Linked DNA regions of Sus scrofa: all the other regions are linked to region 1. The links are chromatin contacts, called in public HiChIP or PLAC-seq and promoter capture Hi-C maps. All regions are on one chromosome and are shown on one strand. Each heading gives the region's core, a stretch centred on a gene start, on an enhancer-like site or on the middle of the called end of the contact. The rest is flanking DNA. Distances are from core to core; before and after follow the strand shown. Region 1 holds the start of GBF1 (Golgi-specific brefeldin A-resistance guanine nucleotide exchange factor 1). Region 2 holds the start of ACTR1A (alpha-centractin). Region 3 holds the start of CUEDC2 (CUE domain-containing protein 2). Region 4 holds the start of NFKB2 (nuclear factor NF-kappa-B p100 subunit).

Region 1 (6,516 bases), core at 1,502-4,001:
TAGAAGACTTTTAGGGCCTGATCCTGTCTTAATCTCCAATTTCCTAGTGGTTTCTTGCACACCTCTTACAGTAAGATATCTTTCTTTCTTGCTTGCTTTTTTTTTTTTTTTTTTTTTTTTTTGTCTTTTTGCCTTTTCTTGGGTCGCTCTCGTGGCATATGGAGGTTCCTAGGCTGGGGGTTGAATCGGAGCTGTAGCCGCTGGCCTACGCCAGAGCCATAGCAACGCGGGATCCGAGCCGCGATTGCAAACTACACCACAGCTCACAGCAACGCTGGATCCTTAACCCACTGAGCAAGGGCAGGGATCGAACCCGCAACCTCATGGTTCCTAGTCGGATTAGTTAACCACTGAGCCACGATGGGAACTCCTTTCTTTCTTTCCTTCCTTCCTTCTTTCTTTCTTTCTTTCTCTTTCTTTCTTTCCTTTTTTCTCTTTCTCTCTCTCTCCTTCCTTCCTTCCTTTCTTTTCCATTTTATCTTTTTAGGGTTGCACCCACAGCACATGGAAGTTCCCAGGCTAGGGGTCTAATCGGAGCTGCACCTGCCGGCCTACTCCACAGTAACTTGGAATCTAAGCCGCGTCTTCGATCTACACTGAAGCTCATGGCAACACCAGATCCATAACCCACTGAATGAGGCCAGGGATCGAACCTGTGTCCTCATGGGTACCAGTTGGGTTCGTTACTGCTGAGCCATGACGGGAACTCCAGTAACATATTTCTAACCAAGCTTCATTTTTCCAACTCCTAGTCATCCCCTGAAGTTCCACTAAGGCCTCATTCTCTTGGGAAGCCTTTCCTGAATTCCCAGGAATTAGCTATATGTCTAGCCTTTTGCTCCCACAACCCTCTTGTGCATACCCTCTATTACCCCACCCATAATATTGAAGAGATCAGCTTATGTGTTGTCCCTTATGATACTCAGATTTAGGAGGGCAAGAACCATGTTTCCCTGATCTTTCTATTCTTAAGCATAATGTAGAAATTTAATACTAAAATCTAAGATGGAGACGTTTTGACTGGTAAGATAATGTAGGTTAGAAGGGGCTGGGGCGTTGTCATCTTTTTCCTTATCTCTAATACACAATTGCATTCGTGCTTTCAGATCGATTAATTTCTAGAGGTATGTAGGAGTGGAGATGGGGTAGAAGGGAGTTTTGGGCCACTTAGAGAATTTTCCAGTTTATTATCCAGGACTTCTCTGAGATATGCCCAAGAGACCAAGTATCAGTTTTCAAATGAAGGTGGAAAATGGCTCAGAGGTAGTGTGGAAAGAGATGCTATGGTGGTTGTACCCGCTACTCCTGACTTTTTGGGTGAAAGAGGCAAGGTCTTCACCTGGACCCAGAGATCAGGAGCCCAAAATCCAGGTGCAGGAAGCTGTTAAGGAATTCTTCTGATGTCAGTTCTGGTGGTTTCTTCATATTAGAGGGTTCTAGCCCAAGGTTGGTCTTTGGCTGTCTGGTTTTGAGACCACATTCCTATGGGGTTAGGAATGGAGTTTCCCTGGACTTGGGTCATCCATAAATGGGAGAAAATGAGGGGAGAGTTGGTATCTTCTTTTACTGTGTCCCAGCAGTCTCTTCAGATCTGCAGGAACACCTGGGCTTTATTCCAGCAGACAGGCTAGGAATTCCACCATTCAATCTGCAAGGAGAAAGTCATCTTTCTGTCCTCTTTCTACACACTCTTACTTCTAGGTAATTCTAAATAACTTGGTACCCTGTATCTTCTCTTGCCAGGGGAGAAGCAGCTGGGGGCAGGAGAGTGAATACTGTGGGCTAGCATCTTGCCCTCAGGCCTCTTAGCATTTCTAAGGCAAACAGTAAAGGTTTCAGTTTCCTGTCCCTGGTGATGAGGACTAACCCGTGTGGTTAGCTTTTTTTCCAGGTAGGTAAAGGGTGTCTGAGGCTTAGGATGAGGGTCAGAGCTGGGAGTCACAGTCTGATAGACTAAAGCATAAGAAATATCGAAGGGCAGTGAAAAAGAGAGCTGGAGTGGAGTGAGGACACCTGGGTTTGTCTCTCTGCTCTGTAATTAACTAGCTATAAAAAAACGTGGGGGCTCTCTTTCCATTCTGGGAATCAGTTTCCTGCTCTGCAAAATGAAAGGACCTGAATTAGATACCCAAGGTTTCTGTCACCTCCCATTGTCTCCATCGGCGCAAGTCATAGAAACAAAGTTGAGATGGGACGGACTCATCTATGAGAAGCCAAACAGGGCAAGCGGACGGGACGGTGGGGGAAGGGAGTTTGGAATAGATTGCTCCTCCATCCTGGAGGGAGCCCAGCGATGCCTCGAAAGGAAATGATCCCTCAAGGGTCACGGTATTGGCCCAGGTGACTTTAATAAGGAGTGGCAGCGGGCATCGGGATGGGGGGGAGTAAGGCCGTCCACTCAGGCTCTCAAAACGGACCCCGCCCCCTTTCCAGCAAATCATAGCTTTCTTCCCCATAATGCCCAGCAGCCACTGTCAAGCCACGCACTGCAACCAAACTCTACCCAACTCCGCCTCTCCAACTGCCCAGCACAAATTCTCCTTTTTTATTGGCTTTCATAACTGTCACTCAGAGAGTCCTCATATCCGTTGGTTGTCCCCTGCCTACCCTTTTCTTTCCCTTGTAATCTAGCCTCTTCGGGCACTACCCGCCTCCAAAAGCCAATTTCCTTTCTTCAATTGGATAGCTGGAATGCCACTTTTCACAGTGCAAAGCTATGATTGGCTGTGCGCGGCAGGCTCGCGCAGTTACCAGGCAGCGGGCTAGACTGAGGCTAGTTACCACGTCAGTGAGCTGACAGGGAAGGCAGCCGGCTCCACCGCCCGTTCCGGTCGACTCTTCCCGACCAACTGTGCGGCTCTTGATTTCAGCGTCAACTCCCAGGAAACGAGCACCTTCCCTGCTCGCATCTGCCACCAGAGCCGGTAGAGCAGCTGGGAGACGCCTTCGGGGCCTGGGCTGGACATGAGCAGCGGCTGCCGGTCCTGGGACTAGGCCCCGCCATTTTGGATCCGCTGACAGGTCAGCGAAGTCTCTTAAGAGTTCCAGAGTCGTGAAGGCCGCTCTGACATCGCGAGAGGGAATAGGGGAGGAGGGCCCTTAAATTGAATGAGCCGGGGCAGAATCGAGAAGAGGGAGAGAATGTTATGGGAGGGAACTGGGAGAGGTGCAGGGGGGCAAAGGTCAGGCCCCTGCCGCCGGAGGGACGACTTCGACTCTGGCTTTCGATCTCCTTCGGATGCCGGAATCCTTCTTCCTGTGTTCCTAGATTTAACCTAGTCGTCAGCTTCTCGCTTCCGGAGCTTTCTACATCCTAAAGGGCCGAGTCCCCAGAACCTGAAAGGAAACCTTGAGAGTACTGTATCTTCTTTTCAGGGTTGCTTTTTAGACTTTAGATATGGGAGTCTTTCCAGATTCTGTACAGCATCCACCTCTGTGTGAGTGTCTCATTAATACAGCTGAACTGCATCGTTAATGATGATGAACTAATGCAACCTAGACCAGGATTGAGGCCAGCCTCTTTGGAACCTGGGCTAAGAGAAGGCTTTCCTTTTATGTGGTTTGTATGTAAACACTGGCCTTGTTTTCTGAGCTTGTTTCTTCGTTTACACAATCTTTTACAGATGTTCATTTCTAGTGTATGTTTTTGGTTGACATTCCCTCCAACCCCCACCCCCAGGTCTTCTCTTCAGTTGGCCTAAGGAGATGAAGTTCAGTCTCAAGAAAGCCACTCTATTATGACATATCTGGATGAGAGCAGAGAGGAACTTCAAGACTTGAATTTGAGTGCCTGTGAAGTTGGTACTATTGGCCTATTTAGTGGATAAAAAAGTCATGAGAGGTGTTCAGTCAGTTTAAAAGCGGTAGGGTTAGGGCAGCAGAATGAATGATGGGACATAACCCCAAAGTGTAGTTTATGGCACTGCAGTGACCTTTGATAAACAGCTGTATTATAAAGCTATAAAAGTCCTTCACGAGTAAAGAATGCCTTTAGAAATGAGGAATGATGTAGATAGTGTTTTTTAAAACACAATGTAGAAATTTGCACACACAGGGGACTCCTGGGCCCTGTGGAGGATACTGAGAGAAAGGTCTCTTTGGGGATTGTTCTGCTCAGTTTGTGCACTTCTTAAAAGCAGTAGCTTATATGTGCACTGGCTTAGCTAGAGCAATAGGGATAAAGCAATATCAACCAAATGCCTTTTCAGCATGTAGTAGACACTCAATAAGTGTTACCTGTACCTAGGATTAGTTTTAGTATATGATCCTGACTTATGGCCTTGGTTCTAGTCCTGGCAGTCAGAACTTTTTGCGTGATGAGGTAGTAACAAGGAAGGTCAAAACCTTATTGTGTCAGAAAGGAAAGCTGTCTAGGTTCTGGAGTGACTAAACTCTGCTCTCCGGAAATTGTGTGTGTGTGTGTGTTGGTAGAGGAGGATAGCATCGTTTGTATTTATTGATTTAGAATAAGTTGGATGGAAATGGTACAAGAAACTATTTGCATTTTAACTTGCTGATCAAAGTTGCAGAATTTACAAAAAAGTAATTGAAAGTGGCTAGTGAAATAACATAGTCATCTCAGAAAGTATCCAGGTTTGATGGGTCTGTCTTTCTTTCTGAGTTGATACACCCTGTTGAGCCCTTTTGGTTTGATAATGATTTGCATAATAGGTAACCTAATCTTTGAGTAGATAGTGTGGTCAATTTAGCATCTTTTCAGCTGGGCTGAAAGTAACTCAGGCATCTAAGAGTTTCCCTTTTCTAAAAAGTTGTTTTCTAGATAGGGATAGTTCTTTCCCCGCCCCCATCCCAAATCAGAAAATTTGTTCTTCCTTCAAGACTTGTACTTGAGCTGCTTTTTTCTTTTCTCTTTTCTTCTTTTTTGGCTGGCTCATGGCATGTGGGCCAGAGATCAGATCTGAGCTGCGGTTGTAACCTACACTGAAACTGCAGCAACTCCGGATCCCTTTAACCTACTGTACCAGGCCAGGATCGAACCTGAATCCTGGCCCTGCAGAGACACCAACCATCCTGTTTTGCCACAGCAAGAACTCCTTGAGCTTCTTTTTATTTGTTTTGTTTTTAAATTTTTGGCAGCGCCTGTGGCATGTGGAAGTTCCCTGGCCAGGGATCAGACTCTCACCACAGCAGCGACCCAAGCTGCAGCAGTGACACCACTGGGTCCTTAACCTGCTGAGCCACAGAGAAACCCCTGAGCTTCTCTTTAGTGGTGGCTTAGACAGTACCTTCTAAGTGATGACAGTGATGATCACTGGCACCCTGAGAACTCACGTTGTTAGACACATCTCCTCATGAGTAGCTGGGCACCAATCCCAGTTGAACTTGAAGTTCTCAGAGTTACACTTCTACTTCACTTCCCTGTGTTCCAGAAGGCAGGATGACTGCCACTTTTAGATAATAACCTCATTGATAGGATACTTAGACTGGCTAGTGTGCACAGCTAGAGAGGAAAAAGACACAGCTCCTGCTTTTGAGGAGACCCATTGTATTTATACGATACTCACTGGAAAGATCATCCTTGTCTTTGTATGTCACTTCTATTGATTGATCACAGTCTGTCCCTGTGGTTCAGTGTGACTAATCAGAATAATTCCGCTGTTGGGGTAATTGTGGAGTTGATTTGAAAGGAGAAAGGAAGGATCATTTTACCTCTGGCTGGAAGAGCTGTGTTGATGTAATTGGCAGGTGTTTTACTGGTTCTCTTTTTCTGTATTTCAGAATGTTCAACAGCAGTTATTTAATTAAATGAAAAATGTAATAGAGGGAGTTCCTCTTGTGGCACAGCAGAAATGAATCTGACTAGGAACCATGAAGTTGCGGGTTCAATCCCTGGCCTTGCTCAGTAGGTTGGGGATCTGGCATTGCCGTGAGCTGTGGTGTGGGTCGCAGATGCGGCTCGGATCCTGTGTGGCTGTGGTTGTGTAGGCTGGCAGCTGTAGCTCTGATTCAGCCCCTAGCCTGGGAACCTCCATGTGCTGTGGGTGTGGCCCTAAAAGCAAAAAAAAAAAAAAAAAAAAAAAGAAAATTGTAATAGAGCACCATAGTGATTTTGAGTCCCAGTTGTGGTGCATATGATCATGGAAGTAATAATGATTTCTTGCCATCATAACCAGGGATTACAAACTCAAATACCTGAGTATCAGACAGGTAATATGAACGAGTGAAGTGAGCCAGGAGGGACTGTATTAGCATGCAGTAGTGACTGTAGTGTACTGGAATATGGGCGTAATATGACCATTATTCCTATTTTTCAGGAGAAATTGGAAATTCAGATCATTGTGTTTTAAACTGTTGGCGGCTAGTTAAATTATTTAAAAATTTTTTTGCAGGTGGAAAAAATATGTCTGTGGACTGAATTCTGCCTCATGACAGTGGATGATGACCCCTGATATACAAGAAGGGCAGGGCTTATGAGGCTTAATCACTGCAGTTCTCTGTATATAATCACACACACTTTTTAATCTTTGTCCTACTCTGCCAACTTTCACCTTTGGT
Region 2 (6,516 bases), core at 2,006-4,505, 250 kb after region 1:
TAATTGATCCATTTTAGGAGAGAACTTAACCTTTGAGATCTTGGCAAAGATTTGAGCTTCAGAATAAACGTAGTATTTCTAATCAAAGTGCTGTAGTCTTCAAAATGTGGCCCTGGAGCTGCCCTCCTCTTTCTTTTTTCTTTGTTTTTGTAGGTCTTTTTAGGGCCACATTTGTGGCATATGGAGGTTCCCAGGCTAGGGGTCTAATCAGAGCTGTAGCTGTCAGCCTACACCACAGCCACAGCAATGCCAGATCTGAGCCCCGCCTGTGACCTACACCACAGTTCAGGGCAACACCGGATTCTTAACCCACTGAGTGAGGCCAGGGGTCAAACCCACAACCTCATGGTTCCAGATTTGTTTCTGCTGCACCACAACAGGAACTCCCTGCCCTCCTCTTTCTTGTATCACTACCTATAACATGCCTTTGGAAAGAATGACTTAGGTTTAGTTTAAAATACCCATAACTTTTATCGTTGTCATTGTCACTAAAGTGCACACACACACAGGCACACCTCCATTTTCCTCATTAAATTCTGATGTATTGGTTTGGTGCCAGAATTGGATGAAAGGAGTGGTCAACAACTGTTTGAAGATTGGGAAGGGCTGTGAACTGATAATAGAATCGTTTCCTCTTTTTCCTGCTCTCTTTGTTCTCTTTTAATTACACTGTCCTTAGCCCAGAAATAAAACTGGCAGCATGGTAAGCTATGTAGCTGGTAAATCTGCTAGAGGCACATTACCCTCATAATATAAAGTTGGCTCAAATAATTCTTCCTCTCCATCTTTCACTTTTTTTTTTTTGGTTTTTGCTTTTTAGGGCCACACCCATGGCATATGGAGGTTTCCAGGCTAGGGGTCAAATTGGAGCCACAGCCACAGCAACGCAGGATCTGAGCCGAGTCTGTGACCTACACCACAGCTAACGGCAACACCAGATCCTTAACCCACTGAGCGAGGCCAGGGATCAAACCTGCAACCTTATGGTTCCTAGTGGGATTCGTTTCCGCTGTGCCACAACGGGAACTCCTCCATCTTTCACTTTGAAACTAAACTAAACTAAACTAAACCCTCTAAATATCAAACAGCAAGAACCACCTGAGGCCCCGAATCTAAATCTGTGACAGAGTTCCAGCTGTGGTGCAGTGGATTAAGAATCCAACTGCGGAGTTCCCGTTCTTCTTTTCCTTTGTAGTGTATTTGTAATGCATCAAAGCAATAGCGAATTTTCAAGATTTTAGGAATAGACTTATTTCTCTGGGAAACCAATAAATCAATTATACCAACAAATCGATCAATTCATAGTCTGGTGAAGGAAACAAACAAAAATCCTCCCTAAAATGAGGTCTCTCACTGAGCTCAACCTCCTTCCTAAAGAGAAGGAAAGCTAACTAACCAAAAAGCATCTTTCATTGGAAAAAATGAGGAATTTAGAACCCAGTCTTAATCTGAGTCTTGGCACCTCAACTCATAACCCAGCTGGTTTGAATACTGTTTGTTATTTAACCTCCCCAAGCCTCATTTTTCTTCATATTTCAATTGGGACTAGTAAGCCCTAACTACCTATCAGAGTTGAAGCCTAAAGAAGATTCAGGAGTTCCTGTCTAGGGAAAACGAATCTGAATAGCATCCATGAGGATGCAGGTTGGATCCCTGGCCTGGCTCAGTGGGTTAAGGATCCGGCTTGCGTGAGCTGTGGTGTAGGTCGCAGATGCAGCTCTGATCCCAGCATTGTCATGGCTGTGGTGTAGGCCAGCAGCTACAGCTCCTATTCAGCCACTAGCCTAGGAACCTCCATCTGCCGCAGGTCGGCCCTAAAAAGACACACACACAAAAGATGATGCAAGTTAAAGGACCTTGCAACGTGCCAAAGATCCCAAGGGCTGAATCAGCAGAGTGAATGTGACAGTCAGCTTAGGACAAAGGAAACTGGCAATTGTGCCTCAATGGAGGGACTTAGAAGAGGAACAGAAAGGTATCAACCCAACCTTTCCGTGGAAAGACAGAAATTCAGTTTTATACAACTGCTTCTCTCCGCCAAAAATAAGAGCAGTATTTAGATTCTTTCCATTTGTCACTATTGATGCACCTGCATGGGTACTAGCAAGAAGAATAGCGGATAAAGCACTGGATTTAGGGCACCACTACTGTGCGACCTTGGGCTCACTTCACCTCTTCGCGCTTCAGTTTTCTCATTCGTAAAACGAGGATCAAACGTCCTGCTTTAACTATCCACCTCAAATTGGTGAGGATCCAATTTGAATGCATGTGAAACCCCTGTGTAAGCGCTACAGCGCCTGGCAAATACGTTTAGTTATTTTTTTTTCCACAGCAACTAGGCGTTTCGAAGAGAAAGGTAACCCCCTACTTGCTTTGTCACTCCCCTTTCTTCTCAACATTTATTAACGTTGTAATTTAAAATCACAGAAATAACTGAAATCCTAAGGCCATTTCTGGCACCACACATTCGAGCCCCACCCAAACATACCGCCAAGCCGCGGGCCCGTCTGGGGACCGAAGGAAGCTTAGCCCTTCTCCACTCCCGGGCGGGCCCTAGCGGGTCAGGCCCCACCACTCCGAGGCCCCGAAACCAATCCCCACGGCCCTCGAGCGCCGCCCCGCCCCTTAAAGGGGGGAAATACTATGGCGGCCGGGAAGAAAGGCAGGAGAGCGAGCCAATCACTGCAGAGGGCTGCCCTCATCCGGCAAGGCCCAGAGGCGGGGTCATTGGCCAAGATGGACAGCCAGAACAGCCTATAGAGTTATCGGAAGCTGGGACGGGGCGGACGCCGGGCTCTCACAGAGAGGTTAAGGCCCCTCTAGCCAGGGGCCCAAGGACCCGGCTCGGACTATAACCCTTCCCTTTATCCATCCCAGGGTTCTCCATCCCATGCTTGATGGCCGGCTGGCCCGCCCTGCCTGTGGATTACGGGTCGGGGGAGGAAGGAGGCGGCGGCGGCTGAACCCGCCTGACAGGCCGGGCCAGTGACAAAGAACCGGCGGCCCAGGCTGAAACCCGGGAAGCGATCCCTTCGAGGAGGAGAGCATAAGTCCCTCTAGGGGGATGCAACTCACGTTGTCGATCACGACAGGCTGGTTGGCGATCACATCGTAGGACTCCATGGCAGAGGAATCTCTCCTTCCGAGGAAGGAACTGCCAGACCGGTCTGCCGCTAACGCCACTGAAACGCATGCGCAGTCTGGCCTCCAGTACCGGACGGCCAGGGAGCGGCCCGACCTCGCTTTCGAAGAACTACAATACCCAGAAGGCTCTGCATTGTATTTAGCTGCTTCGGAGCCCCGCCTAGTGTAAGTGACACGGCATCGCGTTTCCGGCGCACGGTGTGTTGGGCTTTGTAGTCTCTATAGATTAAATAGAAAGGGACGCTGATTGCATTGCCTACCAGAATCTGTAGTCCATTGGGAGGGATTCCCAGTGCCTCCTGAAGTATGTAGTATTTGTCTGTAGTTCGGTTTGGATTGATCAGTAACTTGTGGATGTTTGGCTTTTACAGATCAGTCCTGCCACTCTCCACCACTTCCCCTGGACAACGTAAGGTTGCCATATTTTTATATGGGTCTATAAGACATTAACAAACATATATCATGGAGTTCCCATCGTGGCGCAGTGGTTAACGAATCCGACTAGGAACCATGAGGTTGCGGGTTCGATCCCTGCCCTTGCTCAGTGGGTTAACGATCCAGCGTTGCCGTGAGCTGTGGTGTAGGTCGCAGACGCGGCTCGGATCCCGCGTTGCTGTGGCTCTGGCGTAGGCCGGTGGCTACAGCTCTGATTGGACCCCTAGCCTGGGAACCTCCATATGCCGCGGGAGCGGCCCAAGAAATAGCAACAACAACAACAAAAAAAAAGCCAAAAAAAAAAAAAAAAAAAAAAAAAAAAACAAACATATATCACTATAGCACTCTAATAAAAGTAACTTCTAATACACACAAATACACAGGGAGGAACATATTCAGAGAATAGAGGAAAGTAGTTTAAATTACATAAAATTTGCTTTTGCGGTAAAAGAACATTTTTGTTGATTTTTGCATTTTTTTCCTGGATAGTTGTAATGCAACATGCTAACATTGATCTAAAGACTGGCATTTGGCGCTACTGGTATAGATGATATTTTGGCCATTAAAACGACGTTCATCTTCCAGCTTCAGGAACTGCTCTAGCATATCTTTAATTTTCATAAGGATTCACATTGATGAATGAGAAAATGGAAGCGAAAAGAGGTTCTATTTTTTTCTTCCTTTCTTTTTTTTTTTTTTGGTCTTTTCAGCGCCGCACTCGCGGCATGTGAACGTTCCCAGGCTGGGGGTTGAATTGGAGCTGTAGCTGCCAGCCTATTTCACAGCCACAGCAACCCAGGATCCGAGCCCAGTCTGTGATCTACGCCACAGCTCACGGCAACACCAGATCCTTAACCCACTGACCAAGGTCAGGGATCGAACCCGAGTCCTCATGGATACTAGTCGGGCTCGTTAACCAGTGAGCCACGACGGGAACTCCATCACTGCTTTCTAATTGAGCCCAGTGTCTAGAGTATTTCCTCCCGCCCTTCAAGTTGCAAGGACCCTTTAGTTAATAGTCCTGACCCTTTAGTCAGGATATTTAATCGATCCTAATTTATCTAAGTCCTGTTACTTTCTAGCAGAAATTCAAAATAGATATTTCAACATATGACCCTCGAGTTTGGCGGTGTTGGTGTCAATCTGGTCAATGGACATTCAAAGACGGTAGGAAACATTCAGATTTTTACTGTTAAAACTAATGCTACACGAACGAATGAATCAATCCATTGCCAGATTTGTTTAACAATCCTTCTTAGAGTGACCGCAGAACAATTACAAGCCCTTTACCCACGCACTTCCCAGCGCTTTGGTGCGACCCTAGCACCTCAGAAAGACGCGCCAGCATCTCTATTTAAACCTGAGTTCCTCCTAACACTAGGGGAGGCCAAGAGCTTCGGGACACCCCTTAAACAGGGAGAGGGAGGCGGGACCTATTGTCAAGTCACGCCTTTCCCACCTGTGACTGGCAAAGATACTAGCCAATGGATGTCGGAATAGGGCGCGCCGCCGCCCCGCCCCCCTGAGCGCCCCGCGGCCCCCGAGGCACCCTCTGGCCGTCGCTTGCCTGGGCGGACGGTGCGCCTTGCGCAGGCGCGGAGCTTAGACCTCGCTGCAGCCCCCATCGCCTCCGGGAGTCGCACCCAGGGAGTCCGCCTGCTGGCGCGTCAGCGCTCTCCCCGTCGTCTGCCCTCCCCGGTCCCCCCAGCGCCCTACGCGCCCCGATGGCGGAGTTGCGGCCTAGCGGTGCCCCCGGCCCCGCTGCGCCCCCGGCCCCTGGCCCTACTGCCCTCCGGCCTTCGCCTCTCTCTTCCCCCCGGGACTGCACGCCATCTACGGAGAGTGCCGCCGCCTTTACCCTGACCAGCCGAACCCGCTCCAGGTTACCGCTATCGTCAAGTACTGGTATGTCTTGGGCCGTGGGGAGATGGACAGGGGCGGGCTGGGAAGGGTTAAAGCGCCGAGGGCGAAGTAGTTTGCGGGGAAGAGGAGGGGGAAGGAGAATGGTTAAAGCACTTGGAAGGAGGGCTTCCTGCTGAGAGGGAAGAAGTTAAGGCTCAAGTTAGGAATGGGGACAAAGGGGTTAACGAAGCCTTTGGGTAGCGAAGGGTTAACGAGGGGGGTGGATGCAGGGTAAACTGGGATTAGGAGAATAGAGTGAATTGGGGTGTGGGTAGGAGCAGGGGGGCGCATACGACAGGAGAGAGGGAACTGTAAACGTGGTGAAAGGAGGGGGCGCCTGTAGGGGGTCATTAGAGGGCGAGGGGAAGCCCGGGCGGGGTGGGGGGCGGCTGAAGTGGGATGAGGGAGGCGAGGCGGGGCCTGGGGAGCATCTGAGAAGGCTTTGGAGCAGCGCGGCTGGAGGAGCTCAGAGGGCAGGAGACTGCATAGGGTAGGGGCGGGTGTGGGTCTGTGGCTTAGGAGGGGAGCAAGTTGTGAGCATTGCGCTTGCGAAGGGATGAGGAGGAGGTCTCCTTTTGATTCCTTCCCTATGAGCTCAGACATCATATCAGTGCAGTGCTTTAGCGTTTGAAGTTTGGCGGAGAAACTTTTCCTGATAAACTTTGTGCTTACTCTGCATAGTTCTCTTTCTCCATGCAGAGCTTCCTCTGGGTTCCGCAGCTGCTTTGCTTTAGGTCACTGGCTAGCACAGAGGCAGGCAGGGTCAAGGGAGATCCATGGTTTGGCTCAGAATCGAAGGAGCCTGCAGTAAATGGTGAAGAGCTGGGACTTGGACAGGGAGGATCCTGCAGTGGGATATTAAGAGGAGCTTTGTGGCCCCCCGCTTCAAGATTTAGGTAGTAGTTCCTCAGGGAAGCTGAGAGTAACCCTCAAGCAGCTCTGTTAAGACCAGACCTGTGTTCAGACGGGCTGCCCCTGGGATGGGAATGGTCTTTTCTCATTTAACATTCCTGTTTGCAACCTGTCTCTTCCTGC
Region 3 (6,516 bases), core at 1,397-3,896, 200 kb after region 1:
ATTGCTGTGGCTGTGGTGTAGGCCAGCGGCTATAGCTCCAATGCAACCCCTAACCTGGGAACCTCCACATGGCATGGGTGTGGCCCTAAAAAGACAAAAAAAAAAAAAAAAAGAAAGAAAAAAAAAGACTTTCAAGTGGTTTGAGACAGGGCTGCCTGCCATCTATAATCACAGTTCCTTGGTCCCCTGAATGGTAACAGAGTTGCTGTGATAGCAGAGGGCCACCTTGGACAACACGACAGAGAAGCCCTATCTTAGCAGCGGTAGGCTGGCTTCTCACTCCAGAGCCTAGCGTGGGCCCTGGGGAGGAGCAGAACTGCCCAGATCAGGCATACCGGATCCCACCTTGCAGCTCCCTTAAGAGCTCAGCCCTCTATGGAGACCTACGTCTACCCTGGGTTATACCAAATCCCGGTTGCTATCATTTGCCTGCTGTCCTCTGTTGAGACAAAGGCCCAGTGATGCTGCATGAAATCCCAGTTTCTAGGAGAGCAGCTCTCAAGGCTGTGTCCAATACCCCTAGGTTTCTAACCAAGGTCTGAGGGCCAGTGCATTTTTATTGGGAAACACCTCACTGTGCCCCAATAAAAGGTCTTCCTGCCCTGAGCTTTTGCTCTAGCTTGTTTTCTAAGGAAATAATATCCCCTTTCCTCCTGTTCTTGGGCTCCCCAAACTTTACCCAGTCTTCCAAGCTTGCCATTTTTCCTTTTTCTCCATCCCCCTAGGCCTCCTCAGCATTCCTTTCCTACCCAGAGGCTTCTTCTAATATTTCTCCCCCATAGTCCCCGAGTAGGGGAAGCTACAGCCTAAGCAGCCAGGATTCTCCAGGGTAAGAACCTGATTTTTTTTTTTTTTTTTGGCATACGGAAATTACCAGGCCAGGGAATGAACCTATGCCACAGCTGTTAACCAGAGCCACAGCAGTGATAATGCTGGAACCTTAACCCCCTGAGTCACCAGGGAACTCTGAAAATGATTTCAGTAAGGTTTTTTTTTTTTTTTTTTTTTTGTCTTTTGTCTTCTTAGGGCCGCACCTGAGGCATATGGAGGCTCCCAGGCTAGGGGTCGAATCAGAGCTGTAGCCGCCAGCCTATGCCAGAGCCACAGCAACACCAGATCTGAGCCACGTCTGCGAGCTACACCACAGTTCACGGCAACACCGGATCCTTAACCCACTGAGCAAGGCCAGGGATCGAACCCGCAACTTCATGGTTCCTAGTAGGATTCATTTCCACTGCACCATGAGGGGAGCTCCCCAATGAGATTTTTCAAATTCTAAATATGGACCACAGAACCCCGGGGCCTCCAAATCACGATTCTCTGGTTAGTGGCACATGTGAAATGTGTCTGTCATCCTGTCATGAGTCCTGTTTAAACACCTCTGATGATGGTAGTAATATTTAGTATTTATCAACTCTTTACAATCTGCCAGGGATTGTTCTATGCACTTTACATGTATTAACACCTAATCCTCACAATTACCCTAAAATTTAGATAGTAATATATCATATTATCCCATTTACACAAAAAGAAACAGAGGCACTGAGGGTCACAAAGTAAGTTAATGGCAGAGTTATACCAAGGCAGAACCCTCCTTGTTAACCACTATACTACACCACCTCTCAATGCAAACGGTCTCTCCTCAGCCTATATTCTGATCTTTCTCTCCTGCTTGTCTGGCCCTCTTGCCTACCTCAAGAATCTGTTCTTTCTCCCCACTCAGAATGTCTTTCCCTTTGCCTCTCACTCGGCAGGACTCACTTCCTCCCTGCAGTCAACCCTACTGCCCTATCCTCATTGCCTGAGAACATCCCCAGGACCAGGCACAGGCCTGGACTCTCCAGATGCTCCAAATAGAACCCTTGGGCAAAATGAAGTTAGACTAGGGGAAGGAGTACCATACTGTTCCCTTGGGGTGGGGAGGTGCCCAAGGTGGAGGGAGAGCACAAGGCGGTTTGGTAGGAGGAGTCCTGGAAGCAGCGTGGAAGAAGTCCTGGGGCATTCAGAGGGTCTAGAAACGAGGTCTTCACTGCTTTTCCCAGCCCCTGTGAAACCCAGCTCCTGGGGTCCTAGTCTCATAACACAGGTTCCAGACGACATCTCCTGACTCTCAAGTTAGGTCTTAGAGGTGCCAAGGACACCAAGGGGTATACAAGGGATTCCGGTATTCAAAGTCAGGCTGCAGTACAGGAAGTGGGATGATGGCCGACCCCTGAAGCAAGAGCTCCCTAAACAAGAGAGCAGTGTACCCGTAAGGGTCCAGAATAGCGGACCCGAGGGCAATGGGATGCGGTTGAGGCCCTGGGGACATATGAGGAGGGAGGCCCGAGCAAGCTGGGATGTGCCTTGATACAGGCCACAGCGAGAATCAGAGATGGGGGTCCGGCGGTCCCCGGGGGTACCGTGGGGAGACACACCGGACAGGTACCCTGGGTCAATGCTCTCCGAGACTCTCCTAGCCCTGGGTTGGGGCCTGGAGGGGAAATCACCTGCTCCGTCGGGCGCCGCCGGCGACTTGTCCCGCACGATGCAGCTCTCATCCCCCAGCCCCACCAACGAGATCAAAGGCGGGGCCCAGAGCGGTGTTTTTACACTAGCGCTGTGGTAGCCATTTTTAAGAAGGGCATTGCCCACAACTGGGCGGAGCTTCTGCACTCCCTTTCATTTGTCTCACGAATTTGGACGGGCTCCTGCGGCGACCATTTTTGTTGAGGGTAGGGAGGAGCTAAGCGTGGAGGTCCCGCCAGTGGGTGGAGTCTCAGCGACTGATTGAATCCGCGCCTACTTCCTTGTCAGCGGCGGGAGATGGAGAACATTTTGACCCCACCCAGTGTCTTCCCATCTGCAGTATTTCCTCGCCCCCAAGTCTCCGCCCTCAAGTCCTATAGCTACCCCACCACCACCCTTCTCTTTGTCTCTCCCGTCCTTCCACCCATGGAAAGACTCGTGGCTTCCCGGTTGGTTCTGGTGGCCCTGCACCTAGACCTGGTGTTCTTCCCCAAATCCCAGGGTCTCTCCCCTTTCGTGTCCAGTCCAGGTTCAAGCCCTGTCACCCATCGACTCCTAGGTCCTGACTTCCCCACCATATCTGTCTCCTTTGCATTCCCTTAACAGCGATGTCTCCCCAAGGTTAGGGTGTCTTCAGGGCTAGGAGCCTGTTTTGGAAAGGGGTGAGGAGGTGCTCTGAGTGAGGATCCACCTGAGCCCAGATCCAGGGTAGCCTGCAGGCCATGCCCACCCCCAGTGCCTTCATGCCTCTGTTGGCTGGGCTTCTCATATAGCACAGGACAGCTGAACGCCAGTACCCGGTAAGGCCTCAGCTTCCTCTTTCTGCTCCTGCTGCCACAGCTTCACTGTGCTACCCTATGGGGAAGCCCACAGCCTTCTCTCTCAGGAACCCTTCAGTGGTCATGAGGGTGAGTTCCCTTCAAGGATAAACTAGTGCATCACCAATCAGCAGGGATGAGTTCTTTTTCAGGGCTAGTCCCCTTGTGGGGTACTGGCGACCCAGAGACTGTTCTTACCCTCAGGAGCTCACAGTCCAAGGTAAAAAGTCCCATTCTCTCTTCCCTAAGGACAGAGGTGGTGCCAAAGCATGGAGAAAAAAGAGATCACTGCTCCTCTTCCAGTCCTGCTCCTCACTGCAATCTCCCACCTCCCCGCAGGATCCTCTGGCCTCAAAGTCAGCAAGATGTTGGTTGCTGGGGAGAGAGGCAGGAAAGGGGAGGCAGGAAGGAAGGAGGGAGCACCTTTGGCCTCATGTCTCCCATAAAAGCGCTGCTGCTGCCAGCCTGGCACTGCGGGGGTTAATGAAGGGTCGGGTGACAACCACTTTGAACTCTAGCCAAGCAGGCCCCTGGGAAGGGGGTGATGGGTAGCTGCCAGCCCTCTATAGATGTGGCCATTCTTCCCCTCCCCCAGCTCCCATCCCCCGCTTCCCCTTCATTGCACAACACTGATGACTCTTCTCTCCCTACCATCCCCATTACGGGAATTTTCAGGTTTCCTCAATAGAGTTGTCCCTAGTCCTGGCCCAAGACCCTTGTGGCCATCCCTGAGGCTGACTGTACCTTTCCCTCCCCCACCTTCTGTCTCTTGAATGGCATTTGGATGTAGCTACATATTATCATTGGAAAGACCTTCCTGAGCTTTCCTTTCTGGGAAGGATGATGGGAAGGACCTCTTGGGGGGGGCCCTCAATTCCCAGCTCAAACTCTGGGGGAAGGGTCTCAACTCTGTGCAGCAAGGGTAAAGTTCTGGAGTCAGAGGACAGAGGGTGGCCTGAGGAGAAGGAGCACCACAGACACAATGACACACAAACGGTAAGACAGAGGCTCCAACAGGAATCCTTAGGAGTTCCCGTCGTGGCGCAATGGTTAACGAATCCGACTAGGAACCATGAGGTTGTGGGTTTGATCCCTGGCCTTGCTCAGTGGCTTAAGGATCCGGTGTTGCCGTGAGCTGTGGTGTAGGTCGCAGACAAGGCTCGGATCCCAAGTTGCTGTGGCTCTGGCGTAGGCTGGTGGCTACAGCTCCAACTGGACCCCTAGCCTGGGAATCTCCATATTCCACAGGAGCAGCCTAAGAAATGGCAAAAAGACAAAAAGCAAAACAAAACAAAAACAGGAATGCTTGTCCTGCTCAGCATTCCATAGCTGGTTGAAATTTAAGTCCCTTCAGGTCTCAATGTCTCTCTCTCCAGGATGGGAACAAATTCCACCTACACTTTGGATGCTGCTTGAAGCCACAAGGGGTGAAAGGAGATGGAATGATACCTCCTCTCTCCCCATTCTGTCAAACGAATTTTGCAGCTGATGCTGCGTCCCCTCAGCTGATGGGAAAGTTAGAAGCCTCTGTTGAAGCTTCCTCTAGCATATCAATTCCCCAACATCCAACCTCAGAATGAGGAATTGGGCTCGTACTAGGCATAAAGGGCCTATTTCCCAGACATTAAGAGCAGAGAAAGGACCCAGCTGGCTGGTCTCAGGGGGTGGGAAGGATTCATTCAGACACTGAGGTAAGGAAGGGGATGCTTGGAAGGATGGGGGGGTAAGTAGGGGGTCTCTGCTTTTTATCTTGCTCTTGCTTGAGGTCAGAAAGGGTTCTCTGGGCAGGGTGCCCGGCCCTCCCACACCTTCCTCCTTTCTCAGAAGAACCAGGATGGGGCGGGGGCGGGAGTTGGCTGGGGCGGGTGGGGGCCCTATTTAAGAAGCACTCTCTGGGAGCATCTCTGCAGATCCAGCTCCAGGAGGGAGAGAAGAGGCTTCATGGGTAAGTGCGGCCCCTTTCTCTCAACTCAAGCAGGGTGGGGGTAGGGTGGCTCCTGATCTGCCGGCTTGCCTTTTCCTCTCTAGGGATAGACTGCCACTCTGCCCTGCACCTCAGCCCTCAGTTTAACTCTCAAGAAAGTCACTGTGTGTTTCAGGGGACTCTTTCTCATCCACTGCCCTATCTATCCCAGGTACTTCAGATCTTCACATGGGGAGGTTTTCAAGGAGCTGGGACTCCTAGGCCTCTATCTTTGGAATCCACAGTGGGTGGGTCCCCTTTGGCTCAGGAAGCCCCTCAGTCTCTAGAGAGAGTCCCTTCTCAATGTACATGTTCTAGCTCTTCCCCAGCGCCCTGCCCATCCAGTTCCACATCTGGGCCCATCAGGAGCAGATCTGGGTGGAAGATGATGGGACTCACTCTGCAGCACCTTGCCTCTTTCCCTAGCCATGGACCCCAATTTTCAGTTCCAAGCTCACACCCTCCCTGGGATAGGAGGAATCTTGAGATTCCAGGTTCTTCATCTAACCCATCCTGGGAGTGGGGGAAAATTCAAAGACACCACAGGAAGGCAGCATCAAGGCTGAGAGAACTTTGGCCACCTGGCTCTGAGAACTGAATTCCATAGGCTGTGAGCTCTAGCAAATGCCCTAGGAACTCAGTTCTGGTGCCCGGCTGTGCTACAGTCAACACCAAGGTCATGGGGGAGCTGCTGGCTCAGGCTCTCAGCATCCCAGCCGGATGCTTCAGGCACCTATCCTGCTACTGGCCAGATCTTTTAATAACTTCAACTAGGGCTACTTTTTTTTTTTTTTCCCCTGGCTATGCCCATGGCACGCAGCAGTTCCTGGGTCAGGGATCAAACCCTCGTCATAGCTGTAACCCGGGACAACAACAGATCTTTAACACACTGAGCCATAAGGTCTTGGGCTACTTTTCTTTTTTTTTCCTTTTTGCCTTTTCTAGGGCGGCTTCCTGGCAGCATATGGAGGTTCCCAGGCCAGGGGTTGAATTGGAGCTGTAGCCACTGGCCTATGCCACAGCCACAGCAATGCAGGATCCGAGCCATGTCTGTGACCTACACCACAGCTCACGGCAACACCGGATCCTTAACCCACTGAGCAAGGCCAGGGATCGAACCCACAACCCCATGGTTCCTAGTCGGATTCGTTAACCACTGCGCCACAACGGAAACTCCCTGGGCTACTTTTCTTTTTTTTTTTTTGCCATTTCATGGGCCGCTCCCGC
Region 4 (6,516 bases), core at 2,061-4,560, 160 kb after region 1:
TAAAATACCAATGGGTCAATGATGAAATTAAAGAAGAAACTTGAAAATATCTTGAGGTAGTTCCCTTCGTGGCTTAGTGGTTAACGAACCCAACTAGCATCCATGAGGATGTGTGTTTGATTCCTATCTTCGCTCAGTGTGTTAAGGATCCAGCATTGCCATGAGTGTGGTGTAGGTCACAGATACAGCTTGGATCCAGTGTTGCTGTGGCTGTGGCTATGGCATAGGCCGGAAGCTGTAGCTCTGATTTGACCCCTAGCCTGAACCTCCAGATGCTGTGGGTACAGCTCTAAATAGACAAAAGACAAAAACTATATATATACCTTAAGGCAAATGACAATAAAAACTCAACCAAGAGTTCCCTTGTGGCACAGTGGGTTAAGGATCCAATGTTGTCACTGCAGCAGCTCGAGTCACTGCTATGGCATGGGTTTTAACACTAGCCCAGTAACTTCCACATGCTGTAGGCATGGCCAAAAAAATTAAATTTAATTTAAATTTAAATTTTAAAAAATACTTAGGAATAAACTTCACCAAGGAGTTGAAAGACTTAACATGCTGAGAGTACAAAACGTTTAATAAGGTATATTGAAGATGATTCAAAGAAATGGAAAGATATCCCATGCTCTTGGATTGGAAGAATTAATATTGTTAAATGGCCATACAACCCAAGGCAATCTACGGAGTTAATGCTACCCCCATCAAATTACCCATGACATTTTTCACAAAAATAGAATGAAAAAATCCTAAAATTTATGTGGAACCATAAAAGGCCCAGAATTGTCAAAGTTACCCTGAAGAAAAAGAACAAAACAGGAGGCATAACCTTCAGACTTCAGACAATACAATAAAGCTACAGTAATCAACACAGTGTGGAACTGGTACAAAGACAGACATATGGATCAAGAGAATGGAATATAGAGCCCAGAAATAAACCCAGACACCAATGGTCAATGAATCTTCGACAAAGGAGGCAAGACTTTACAATGGGGAAAAGACAGTCTCTTCAGCAAGTGGTGCTGGGAAAGTTGTACAGCTGCATGTAAATCAATGAAACTAGAACACACCCTCATACCATGCACAAAAATAAACTCAAAATGGCTTAAAGAAATTCCCTTGTGTCTCAGGTCACTGCTGTGGTGTGGATTCAATCCTTCGCCCAGGAACTTTCAGATACCACAGGTACAACCAAAAAAAAAAAAAAAAGAAGACATAAATATAAGGAGTTCCCATCGTGGCTCAGAGGAAATGAATCTGTCTAGCATCCATGAGGACACAGGTTCAATCCCTGGCCTTGCTCAGTGGGTTAAGGATCTGGCATTTCTGTGAGCTGTGGTGTAGGTCGAAGATGTGGCTTAGATCCAGCATTGCTGTGGCTGTGGCATAGGCCAGCGGCTACAGCTCCGATTTCACCCCTAGCCTGGGAACCTCCATATGCCATAGGTGTGGCCCTAGAAAAGAAAAAACAAAAGACTTAAACATAAGACATGTCACCACAAAACACCTAGAAGAGACCACAGGTACAACATTCTCTGACATAAACCATACCAATGTTTTCTTAGGTCAGTATCCCCAGGCAGTAGAAATAAAAGCAGAAATAAAGAAATAGGACCTTACCAAACTTACAAACTTTTGCACAGCAAAGGAAACCATAAACAAAATGAAAAAACAACCCATAGAATGGGAGAAAATATTTGCAAATGATGTGATTGACAATGGCTTAATTTTCAAAATATACAAACAGCTCATACAATTCAATAACAAAAAACAAAACAAAACAAACTCAATCGAAAAATGGGCAGAAGACCTAAACAGACATTTCTCCAAAGAAGCCATATGGATGTCTTTCAATAGGCATGTGAAAAGATGCTCAACATTGCTAATTATTAGAGAAATGTAAATCAAAACTACAATGAGGTACCACCTCACACCGGTCAGAATGGCCATCATTAATAAGTCTACAAATAGTAAATGCTGGAGGTGATGTGGAGAAAAGGGAACCCTCCTACACCTTTGGTAGGAATATAAATTGTTACAACCACTATGGAAAACAGTATGGAGGTTCCTCAGAAAACTAAATACAGAACTCCCATATGATCCAGCAATCCCACTCCTGGACATATATCCAGACAAAGTTTTCATTCAAAAAGATACATGCATATAAAAAAATAAAAGATACATGCACCCCTAGGTTCATTGCAGTACTATTCACAATAGCCAAGACGTGGAAACAACCAAAGTGTCCATCGACATGGATGGATTAAGATGTGGTGCATATATACAATGAAATACTACTCAGCCATAAAAGAGAACGAAATAATACCATTTGCAGCAACATGGATGCAACTAGAAATTCTTATACTAAGTGAAGTAAGTCAGAAAGAGAAAGACAAATACCATATGACATCAATTACGTGGAATCTAAAATATGGCAAATATCTACAAAACAAAAACAGACTCACAGACATAGAGATCAGACCTGTGGTTATCAAGGGGGAGGGAGGAAGCAGTAAGATGGACGAGGAGGGAGTAGCAGACACTGCAAACAGTACAAAAGATAATTTTCTACTCTGGCGAAGTTTGAACTAATTTTGGATGGCTTTTCTATTCTGATATTCCAAATCTCTGTGAATGATGAACAAGGCCTGAGTCTCCCAGATAAACACCTCGTTTCTCTTACCCAACGCGGAGCTCCTGATCAGGTCTGAAAGTTTGCCCCCCACCCCGCAAAAAAAAAAAAAACAAAAAACAAAAAACTTTATAGAACAAGTTTTAGGTCCAGATTGCCTCTTCCAGGGAAGACTGAGATTACGGAGTCTCCTCGAGGCTCCAGAGCGGCCACCAGATGGCGCTCTGGCACCAACTGCAAATCAACTTCCTTCCTCTTCCCCTAACTCTTCCCGGCAGCGGGGCCCCCGCTCGAAGCGAGGGACCAGAGGGCTGGGTCCCTCCAGCTTCCCCTTGGGATTCCCCGGCTTCTGAGGTGGCCAAGCATTAGATGCAACATAAGCTGAGTAGCAGCAGGGGCTGCCAGCCGGCTGGGACAGGCCAGGGTAAGAGAGGAGACCGGAGCCGCGGTCCTCGGCTGGGGAATGGCGCTGGGTCAGCGGATCCCGCAGCAGGCTGGTCCCTAGGACAAAACTCACACCTGATTGAGGGCCATCCTCACTCTCGCTTCGCGCGCTGAGCAAATATTTCCCCTCTAAGGGGCGCGCCTGAGTCACTTGCGATTGGTTACTCGAGTCCGGAGTTAAACTTTCAGCCAATGAAAAACGGCATGGGGAGTGACGCACGGAAACGTCACGGGAATTCCCCCCTCCTGGGGCGGAAAAGGGGCTTTCCCGGCTGGAGTCCTGGTAGCTGGAAAGGTGTCGCGACCCGTCCGGGGTGGGTCGGGCCGGGAGAGAATCCGGAACCTGAGCCGCCGCAGCGGTGAGTGGCCGGGTTCAGACCCCTGGGTGGCAGGACACGGGGAAGGGCGGGAGGAGGACCCTTAGCTGACCGAGCCCAAGGGCTGAAGAGAGGCGTCTGCACACTCACAGAGAGCACGCACACGATCAAGATACACGCATACACACTGATGTCCTTGTATAAAGACAGGCGGGCCGTTTGTTACACCTTCACATATGCCGGCGTGTGCACAGCACTATCCATGCAGACTCGCTCACACAAGGACCCGCAAAACACGCACACCGTGCACAGGTGCCTGGACCCATACCCTTCACGCACAAACTCGAAGATGTGTTCACCTGTGCTCTTACATACATGCTCAGATGTTTCCGCACTGAGAAGTTTAAGGACACTCACCTGTATACGCATGTTCAAGCCATGAACACACAACACGCAAGCACATGGGCCGAAACACACTTGTACACCTATGATGCAGATGCATACATGTATTACACACGGCTTTGGGACTGGGGCGTAGGGCGTAGGCAGCCAGAGTAGGTGCAGTGTGGGAATTAACGGCTGTTGAGATGTTTTCGGGAGGGGTAACAGGGGAGCCCATCCCAAGGAGACCCTTTCCTTCCCCCGCCCCAGGGCCCCAGAGACCAGTTATCCGGGCAGAGCCCCGGGGCCCCTCACTGGGAAGAGCCCCCACCTACAGGCCTTCGGGGAGTAGGCCTTCCTACTGCAGGAATGTCCCCCCAAAAGCCCCCAGGGTGATTCAGCCGTGGCCTCACTCGGGGTAGAAAATCCCAAGGTTGCTCCAGGACGGGGGAGGGAAGGAGGCGGACCTGACCCCGTACTAGGAGCCTCCCCCAGCTTTGAAAGACCCTCCCGTCCCCGGCGCCTGCCCTGGAGGGAGGAGGAAGGGGTGCCCAGCCCCGCGGGACCTTCCCAGCATCTGGTAGCCCCTCGACTTCGCGGAGACGCTGCGGGCGCTAGCAAGCCAACTGAGACCTTGAGCCCCTCCCGTCTCGGGGGCGTGGCCAGTGCGTCATTTCCAGGCCCGCCCCCTCCGGCCCCGCCTCCCCCTGGTATTTTCGGGACTTTCCTAAGCTGTTCTAACTTTCCTGCCCTTCCCCGGCCCAGCCCAGCTCCGGATCTTGCCCTCCACCGGATCTTGCCCGCCACACCCGGACGGGTGGCTGGAGATCAGACCCTCCCCTAAATCCAGGCCCCCCCTTTCCCCCCAACTCCCGTCCTGATCTTTCTCTCCCAACCCCTCCACTCCTCCCCACCTAAGGCGGGCGCCTGAAACTCCGGGGAAACAGCACCCGGCCGGCCGGAGCCACCGGACAGAGCTGGGCCTAGCCCAGAGACATGGACAGTTGCTACGACCCAGTGAGTCACTTTGCCTGGCCCCAAAGCCGGCCGGTTGCCCCCTGTGCCTGTCTGCTTGTCTGCCTGCACCTGTAATGTCCTTAGATTATCTCAGCCTGCCTGTCAGTTACCTCTGTCTGCAAACTGCTTCCAATAGGAGTTTTCTTTTATGGGCCTGGGGAGGAGGAGTGATTATGGAGGGCTTGGAGAGCTGAGAGCTGGAGGGCCCCGAGAGTGGCTCAGAATCAGATGCTACCCCAGTCTGTCTCCACAGCAGAGTCTGCCTGGCATCATCGAATATGATGATTTCAAATTCAACCCGTCCATTGTGGAGCCCAAGGAGCCGGCCCCAGAGACAGGTTAGTAAGTCCCCCGACCTCCCCTTGTCTTGGAGGGAGGAACATGTGCCCTCTGCCTTGGGAATGGACTCAGAAGTCCTGGCTCAACAAAGTCCCTCTGTCCCCAGCTGATGGCCCCTACCTGGTGATCGTGGAACAGCCTAAGCAGGTGAGTGAAAGAGATGGCATGGAATGGTTTCAGCTTTGGGGGCAAGTGGGATAGTTGGGTGGCCATGGTGACCACAGACCCACTTGGGTTGAGGTGGTTGGTTGCTGCTGATCACAGCAGTATGGTTGTGAATTCAGGATAGATACATGCAATTATTATGGTCACTGCTGGCTGGTAGCAGGGGAGGGGGGTTTGGGGGCCTCATGGTCACAATGTCACTCTGCCCTGGCACCTTCAGCGAGGCTTCCGATTCCGATATGGCTGCGAAGGCCCTTCCCATGGAGGACTGCCAGGTGCCTCTAGTGAGAAGGGCCGGAAGACTTATCCCACTGTCAAGGTGAGCCTGGATGGTGCTGGGGGGGGCAGGGGTGACTCGTGGACAATGTCCATAAACATTACTGACAGCCCTCACCCCTCACAGATCTGTAACTATGAGGGACCAGCGAAGATCGAGGTGGACCTGGTAACACACAGTGACCCGCCTCGTGCTCATGCCCACAGCCTGGTGGGCAAGCAGTGCTCGGAGCTGGGGGTCTGCGCAGTGTCTGTGGGGCCCAAGGACATGACTGCCCAGTAGGTGCCCCATACCCTTGGCTCCCAATGGCATGCCCCCTCATTGCTTGTCCCAGTCCTAGGCCCTGGCCCACCTCTGTGAGCTTAGTGTCTGACCAAGGGGAGAGACTGCAGCTGGCCCCAGAACCCAAAGCCCCAAGTAAAAACTAGAAAAGCTTCCTAGAGAAGTAGGGCTGAGCTGAGTCCTGGCAGTGGGGAGGGTGCCTCAAGAGCAAAGAACTGCCTGCAAGGCCTCTGACTCCCTCCCTCCCCCACCCAGATTTAATAACTTGGGTGTCCTGCATGTGACCAAGAAGAACATGATGGAGATTATGATACAAAAACTTCAGAGGCAGCGGCTTCGCTCCAGGCCTCAGGGCCTTACAGGTATGGGGGAGATGGAGGGAGTCAAGGGAGGTGGTCATGGAAGGGAAGAGTAGAGGAGGAGGAGGAGTCCAGGGGTCACATGTGTGCCCAATACCCAGAGGCTGAGCGTCGGGAGCTGGAGCAGGAGGCTAAGGAGCTGAAGAAGGTGATGGATTTGAGCATTGTGCGGCTGCGCTTTTCTGCCTTCCTTCGAGCCAGTGACGGCTCCTTCTCTCTGCCCCTGAAGCCGGTTATCTCCCAACCCATCCATGACAGCAGTGAGTATCCTGACTACCCAGGGTGCCAGAGGGAGTATGGAGGGCA

The links. Promoter capture Hi-C pulls out the DNA fragments that hold promoters and counts their contacts. HiChIP or PLAC-seq counts read pairs in DNA pulled down with a chosen protein or histone mark.
Region 2: a contact with region 1 is called in an H3K27ac HiChIP or PLAC-seq map of alveolar macrophages. The contact joins the promoter of ACTR1A here to the promoter of GBF1 in region 1. A contact is called at or near these places in 2 of 5 promoter capture datasets (fetal liver and liver), 2 of 47 Hi-C or Micro-C datasets (blood and embryonic fibroblasts) and 1 of 2 datasets of contacts at active chromatin or transcription factors (alveolar macrophages).
Region 3: a contact with region 1 is called in a promoter capture Hi-C map of liver, with 5 times the contacts expected there. The contact joins the promoter of CUEDC2 here to the promoter of GBF1 in region 1. A contact is called at or near these places in 2 of 5 promoter capture datasets (fetal liver and liver), 4 of 47 Hi-C or Micro-C datasets (epiblast stem cells, liver, retroperitoneal adipose tissue and 1 more) and 2 of 2 datasets of contacts at active chromatin or transcription factors (alveolar macrophages and skeletal muscle).
Region 4: a contact with region 1 is called in a promoter capture Hi-C map of fetal liver, with 3 times the contacts expected there. The contact joins the promoter of NFKB2 here to the promoter of GBF1 in region 1. A contact is called at or near these places in 2 of 5 promoter capture datasets (fetal liver and liver), 9 of 47 Hi-C or Micro-C datasets (blood, fetal heart ventricle, liver and 4 more) and 2 of 2 datasets of contacts at active chromatin or transcription factors (alveolar macrophages and skeletal muscle).

The regions. Positions count from the first base shown.
Region 1 is chr14:113,242,735-113,249,250 of Sscrofa11.1, forward strand. It overlaps GBF1 (Golgi-specific brefeldin A-resistance guanine nucleotide exchange factor 1), which reads left to right and starts at 2,752. Exons shown (of 42, transcript XM_003483549.4): 1 at 2,752-3,021.
Region 2 is chr14:113,495,539-113,502,054 of Sscrofa11.1, forward strand. It overlaps ACTR1A (alpha-centractin), which reads right to left and starts at 3,256. Exons shown (of 11, transcript XM_001928877.5): 1 at 3,076-3,256. The coding sequence starts at 3,123. It overlaps SUFU (suppressor of fused homolog), which reads left to right and starts at 4,463. Exons shown (of 14, transcript XM_021072750.1): 1 at 4,463-5,364; 2 at 5,367-5,484. The coding sequence starts at 5,304.
Region 3 is chr14:113,440,997-113,447,512 of Sscrofa11.1, forward strand. CUEDC2 (CUE domain-containing protein 2) reads right to left here and starts at 2,647. Exons shown (of 9, transcript XM_003483550.4): 1 at 2,490-2,647. MIR146B (microRNA 146b) reads left to right here and starts at 5,858; the gene lies at 5,858-5,956.
Region 4 is chr14:113,403,102-113,409,617 of Sscrofa11.1, forward strand. It overlaps NFKB2 (nuclear factor NF-kappa-B p100 subunit), which reads left to right and starts at 3,311. Exons shown (of 23, transcript XM_021072746.1): 1 at 3,311-3,432; 2 at 4,691-4,788; 3 at 5,045-5,126; 4 at 5,234-5,274; 5 at 5,513-5,611; 6 at 5,696-5,847; 7 at 6,107-6,213; 8 at 6,312-6,470. The coding sequence starts at 4,768. It overlaps LOC106506113 (a long non-coding RNA gene), which reads right to left and starts at 4,330. Exons shown (of 3, transcript XR_001301171.2): 1 at 3,808-4,330.